Regions from separate parts of the Gossypium hirsutum genome. Here region 2 is linked to region 1. A link is a contact called in public Hi-C data. All regions are on one chromosome and are shown on one strand. Each heading gives the region's core, a stretch centred on a gene start, on an enhancer-like site or on the middle of the called end of the contact. The rest is flanking DNA. Distances are from core to core; before and after follow the strand shown.

What was found. Hi-C and Micro-C count contacts between places; a contact is called where the count stands out from the background.
Region 2: a contact with region 1 is called in a Hi-C map of leaf, with 1.6 times the contacts expected there. The contact joins two enhancer-like sites. A contact is called at or near these places in 3 of 34 Hi-C or Micro-C datasets (all in leaf).

What each region holds. Positions count from the first base shown.
Region 1 is chrA02:98,036,528-98,039,716 of Gossypium_hirsutum_v2.1, reverse strand. LOC107951742 (probable glucan 1,3-beta-glucosidase A) reads right to left here. Exons shown (of 11, transcript XM_016886879.2): 10 at 2,966-3,145; 11 at 2,615-2,872. The coding sequence ends at 2,769. Among protein-coding and RNA genes, the nearest start is that of LOC107951742, 5.4 kb to the right of the region's middle. Within about 2 kb of position 1,581, at least 9 of the 9 cell types and tissues checked have an H3K27ac peak or open chromatin away from gene starts, as enhancers often do. A contact at or near this core is called in leaf, where this site is marked.
Region 2 is chrA02:98,371,934-98,375,122 of Gossypium_hirsutum_v2.1, reverse strand. No RefSeq gene overlaps it. Among protein-coding and RNA genes, the nearest start is that of LOC107951698, 20 kb to the left of the region's middle. Within about 2 kb of position 1,657, at least 3 of the 9 cell types and tissues checked have an H3K27ac peak or open chromatin away from gene starts, as enhancers often do. A contact at or near this core is called in leaf, where this site is marked.

The sequences.
Region 1 (3,189 bases), core at 332-2,831:
AAGGTGCAAAATTGGGGTGATGAAATCTTTAATGCCAAAGGGAAAGGGAACATTTGGCAACAAGGTATGACAAAGGAGGAGGTAAACTTATGCCACACGTAGAGTCCATCGTTACTTTGACCATAAATGAACTGTGTTCATGAAATTAGATAATTCTATAAAAAATTAAATGGAAAAAATTCATTAGATGTCAAGTTACCCTTATAAAACTAGAAAACAGAAATGAGATTTTGTTTAATTGAAGTAACACATAATGTATTGAAAAGTTTAAAGGAAGAATTTCATATTTGAACATTAGCGATATCAGCATGGGTAATGAAAATTATACTATCATCTCCCATAAAAATCAATGTTTTTAAAATCATGTAATATTTTTTAATAAAATGCTTAAAATATGCCTAATTAATATAACTGATAAATTGAAACATACCCAAAAAAAAATGTTTGGTTCACTAAACACTAAACTGAAAATTTTTAAAATTATCTCCTAAGGTAAAATACAAATTTTATTTATTTTAACAATTAAATGGCTGCTCTTAGTGGCATGTTTTGATTATTTTCTTTGTTTTGGTCTATGTTGTTTCATTCTTCGTGGACTTTGCTTTGAGACTGGTGGTTCATGGAGTAAGGGATAGCAGCGTTGACTATAGATGAGGGTGAGGAGGAGCCATGGAAAATAAATACTGGAGATAAGGGTACGCCTTTGGCTGGTTGTTTTCTGACAGCAAGTATTATAAACTTCCAATCTATGAGGAATACTTTTGTTAACTTATGGCATCCGATTGGAGGGGTTACAATATTGGATCTGGGGGAGAAGCGGCTCCTCTTTTAAGTTCTATTACGAGGTTTGATAGAGCGATTGTTGGGGGTCCTTGGACCTTTAACAATTACCTCCTTGTTTTCCAGAGTGAAGGAAGGTGATGATCCTCAAAAACTCCTGCTCTTCTTTGTGAATTTTTGGGTACAAGTGCATGACTTGCCAAAGGGATTAATGTCCGAGCAAATGGTAACTCAATTTGGTAATTTAGTGGGGAGGTTCGTGAGTTATAATTCTAAAGCTGGTAGTAAGGGGTTAATACGTATCCGGGTAGCTATAGATGCTCCAACTGCTGTTGAAGAGGAGAAAGAAGATTTTTCTGGCCTCAGGGTCTCAGGCATATGCTTGGTTTCTCTATGAGAGACTTACGCTTCTTTGTTTCTTGTGTGGGAGATTAGCCCATGCAGAAAGCTTTTGTCATGTACGTGCAATACATGGTAGGAAGGAATTACCGCTGGAGTAGGGTACATTTCTGAAAGCGCCGAGGAGGAGGTCATCGCCGGTTACCAGCTGTTGGTTACGTGAAGAAGGTGATGTCTACGAAGAGCAAATTACGGGGGGATAAGGACGGAAAGGGAAAGATTATAGTTGATTATTCTACTTCCAATCTCATAAATTAGTATAGCGCTAGTTTAGGGATTAATTTGGCTGGCAATTATCAGATTGAGAAAGCGTGGATTTCTTTTGCGCATATCAAGGAATGTGAGGATATGTGGGCCGTTTGAATGAGGACAATACCATTAATACTACGGACGGTTAATAGAGGCCTAGGATGGGTGTTGAGAAAGGGACTAATGGGCTGGGCAATGACCAAGATGAATTAATGGTGGATGAGACTATTATTGGTAATGGAAATTTTTATCGGTGGGATTCGGTGGCCAGGCCTGCCGGCAGCCATGGAAATTTTAAGCTTAAACTGTCGAGGTCTCGGCAACCTCCGGGAAGTTCGCACCCTTCAAGAGTTGATCCGTCATCATAGGCCGGATTTTATGTTTTTAGTAGAAACTTTAGTTTATGGTGGGCCGTTAATTGTTTCGGGGTAGATCGTTTAGGAAGAGGAGGTGGGCTCAAAAAATTGTAGGATAACAGAGTTGATATTCGGGTGATTAATTATGCCCCAAAATTTATCAACGAAGCTTGTAAAGAGGTGGATGGCTTGAAATGGAGGCTGACTTGCTTTTTTGGGTTTTCGGAAAGAAGTCGTAGGAGGCAGTCATTGGAGTTACTGAGATCTTTGGTGTCGTTGGGAGGGAAGCGTTGGGTTGTGATTGGCGAGCATGGAGGATAAGGAAGGGGGAAGCCGATCACCCTCATTTAATTTGATGGTTTTAGGAGAACCTTGGGTGACTGTGATCTTCGTGATGTGTGTTGGAGGGGTTATAGATTTACATGAGAGAGAGGTAGGGGCTCAGCAGAATGGGTGCAAAAGAAGTTGGATTGAGCAGTGGCTAATAGTAGTTGGTTCAATTGTTTCCCGAACTCAGAAGTGTGATCTGTGGTGGCTACAACATCGGACCATGCACCAATTATTTTGTAAACGGGGGGTAGTTTTGAGCAGTGGAGAAGGAAACGTTTCCGATTTGAAAACAAGTGGTTGGGGCATCAAGAGTTGTGACTTGTAGTTGGCATGGAGGGCAACGAACGTTATAGGTAGTAAATCATAGTGTCAGGCGAAGCTAACAGAGTGGGGATTGACTATGGATCAGGTTCATTATCAGAGGTGAAATGGTAATGATACGAGTCGTAATTATACGGCTCTCCGGGTTGAATTGAACAAGAGGTAATGACTTCTGGATATTTTCTACTCCAAAAATATTATTGGACTTGCACATTTGCCAAAATGAATGAAATGACATGACTGTAATGGAGTAGCAAAGAGCTTAAGATAGGGTTTCTGAAAAAGGAAGACAGAAAACAAAAAGCCGCACTTGATCTTTCATCTTCAGCAGGTTCATATCCAGTTCTCAACCAACTCCAATATTTGACACTGATAGAAGCAAATCGATGCAAGTAAAAGCCATCTTAGGCTATTGAAAACTTTCTTCTCTGAACTACCTGCATGAATGTACGTCAACGTGAAATGCGATACAACCAAGTGATTTAACATCCATGTTTGGAAAAAAAATGGAGATGGGTTTAGAATGTTACTTAATCGGAGATAATTGTTCCTAATGTTCCATTCAAAATCCCAGTGCTTTCTATCATTTTTGAGTGTCCAATAAGCCCACCCAAAGGAAGCTGCATTATACACCTCTAACTGTGCCCTACCAAAGTCTTGATACTCTGATTGAGATCCACTTGTAACATTCCACTCATTCACCCACTCACCTGAAACAAACAAAACCCTAATCATAGAACATAATGTTTTAAGT
Region 2 (3,189 bases), core at 408-2,907, 340 kb before region 1:
ATAAAATGTTACTCTGCCCTATCTACTACCTGCATTTTGAAACGGGAAACGGGGATTCCAGGGATGAGCAATAACGGGACGGTGAGGCAAAAGATTGAAGGGAAAAGAAAGTTTTTTTTTGTCAAATTCTATATTATATCCTTGCACTATGCATTTTTAGTGGATATAGTCCCTCTGTTATAATTTTATCATTTCTAATCTTCTACCTTTTGAAATGCATATTTTCAATTATGTTATTATATATATTTAAAAATAAGATACATCAAATTATTTAAAATATATATTTTAAAATAAGTTTGTATAAGAATTGAAAACGCACATTTTGAAAAGTATGAGTGTATTTGTAAGACACATTGCACTTTTAGGTAACGTTTGGTATGATGAAAAATAGTCACTTTCTTGATAATTTAATTAGTTGGAAAGTTATTTGAATGTTTGGTATATCAAGTTTTATTTACTTTTTTTGGAATCTAACTTTCCGATAAACATAACAACGTGATTCACATGATAAAAGGTGAGAAAGTTAAGACGAAATTAACCCTATTTTATATTGATTTAGTGTATTAGTCTATTAATTAATGTAAAAAAAGAGAAGAAACAAGTGTTACCTCATTCCTTCTTCCTACTACTTGGTTTTTTCTATTACTTTAACGGATTCTTATAAATAAGTTTTATTTTTCAGCTACAAATTTGATTTAGCACTTGTATGCGTATGAAATATATTTTTTAGTAAATGAGTAGAAATATTCCATTAAACGATGTAGGAATTGTGGGTTAGAGTGCCAATGACTTTACATTCCTATGATTTAACTATTTTTTTATATACCTATGGATTAGCCTTTAGTTAAAAAAAACGTGATTTCAAGTGTTTTTTTAATTTATCCCCAAACAAGTTTTATATATCCATGATTTTGTATATATATTATAATTTTTTAATTATGATTTTGTATATAGTTGGAATCAACATGATTTTTTTAATTTATTTCAATGAAAATTATAATTTTCTTGTACTAATCAAAACTATAAATTAAAAATAATAATTTAAGAATTATCAATTAAGTTTTATTATTAAATAAATGACTAAAATATTTGTTAAGAATAAAATTTATTATAAAAATTAAATACATGAATATCATCTTTTATTTAAGAATGGTAAATTGGTAAAGTATCATTACGTTTTCTGGAAAGTACTTAATTAACTAAACGTGATAATATAACTTTTCTGATATTGTAATTGATACCTTCTAATGTATATCAAATGTTGTAAAGTAACTTTACTATCAATCATATTCCTCGCAATCACATTCCATTGAAATCATAATATGGAAAAGCAGCAAACGATAACTTAAGTAGAGAATAAATGTTTAAAACTTAGAAACAACATATAATCATGAATCTCAAATATAGACACTAAAACAAATATGGATGATAAAAAAAATCAAGAGGGACTACCCAAACATGGTTGGAGGAGTAGTTAGAGTTCCCATTTGACATCTAGACAATGCGGGTTCAAACCCTATCATCCCTTCCCCCTGGAATGTAATGATAAGAAGAAATCAAGAGGGACTAAATACACTAAAGATGCATAGTATAGGGAGGTTACATAAAGATTGACCATAGGTTTAGAGAGAGAGAGAGGAAGGAGGGAATTGCGGGGAAAAGGGGAGTGGATAGTGACAGGACGAGAAAAAGAGTGGGAGGACCTTGATTTCCATTTTCCATATTCTTTGGCAGCCTTTCTTTCCTTTTTCCCTCCTCTTTTCTTTTCTTCTCCAAAACAAAGAAGAATAAAATAAATAAATAAGACAGTGGCCCCCAGCTTTGGTTCTTATGGCACCACTATTTCCCTACCAAAAAGCAAAAAAAAAAAAAATGAAGTAACAAACAAAGAAACAAAACCCCATCTCATTTGTTTTCTTTTGCTTCTTATAACATCATCTCTCATTTTCCCCATAATATTATATATTCCTTCAATGTGCTTCATGATCAGTATTTTTCAGTACTTTCTTCTCTCCTTTTTCTTTGTCATTCAAATATATTTTTGAGGTTCAAATATGCTTGGTTTTGAAAAAAAAAATCAATGTAACTATATACTTTGAAATGATTTAAGGAACATATCAATGTCTAGTACAGAGCTAGCCATAATGAAGACCACTTCTTTTGATACGATAAAAAGGTTACAACATTTGGTATAGCTATATAAAGGTAACTCCCTTTTATTTTCTAACGTCCTCCACACACACACACACATATATATAATGCATGTTAAATTGAGTTGGAAAAAAATTCAATATCTTTCAAATAAGATTTAATTTCAAGTCTTGTGATTGAAAGAAACATCATTAAAAATTATCTCTATTTAAAGATTTAATTTAACATTTTATAAAATTTAATTAAAATCCAATATAACTTTGAAATATCAAAATATCTTACACCAAAGATATATACATCATTGCTTTCTTTTTAAATCATTATTTTCTCCACTTCTTCCGAGGTTTATTTCTATTTCCTTTCGGTTCGTCGATAAGGGTTTTTAATTGGCACCTGGGATTTATTTTCTCTTTATTTTCCTTGAAAAGATAGAATTAATATTAATTTTTATTGGGACAATATGAAACTAGTAATACAATTTTATAATTAATTTTTCGTCAAACCTAAATTACATGTTTCAAATTGAATTATGTAATGTTTTGAATTTTTTTTATATTAATTTAATTCAAGATTCAATGGCTGAATAATAATCTCAAACTTAAATACATTAAAAAGAAGTGAAAGAGTCTATATAGTATGAATATATATCCTTTTAGTTTTTAACAATCATCTCATCTGTTGATAGAAGGTTAAACATTTAATTTCAAACCTTAAATGTCTCCAAAAAGGCATTAATATAAACCCTATCCTATTTAGGGTTTGAAATTTAGAAATCAAGACTTAGGAGATTCAACCAACCAAATACAACATCAGCCCTTAATGTTGAGAAACCTCAACAATTTTGGATAGCTAAGTGCTAGTAGATAGTCTCTTGATCTACCCTTATAATCTGATTAATGTATTTGTTTTACGGATTATAAATTTTTTCCCTTTTTTAGATTCGTAGCTGTTTCCTTTAACAATATTATTTTGAGTGAGAGAATTCAAATTTAAACCTTAAAATGCAATTTAACTTACTACTGCATTCACTCGTTGGGG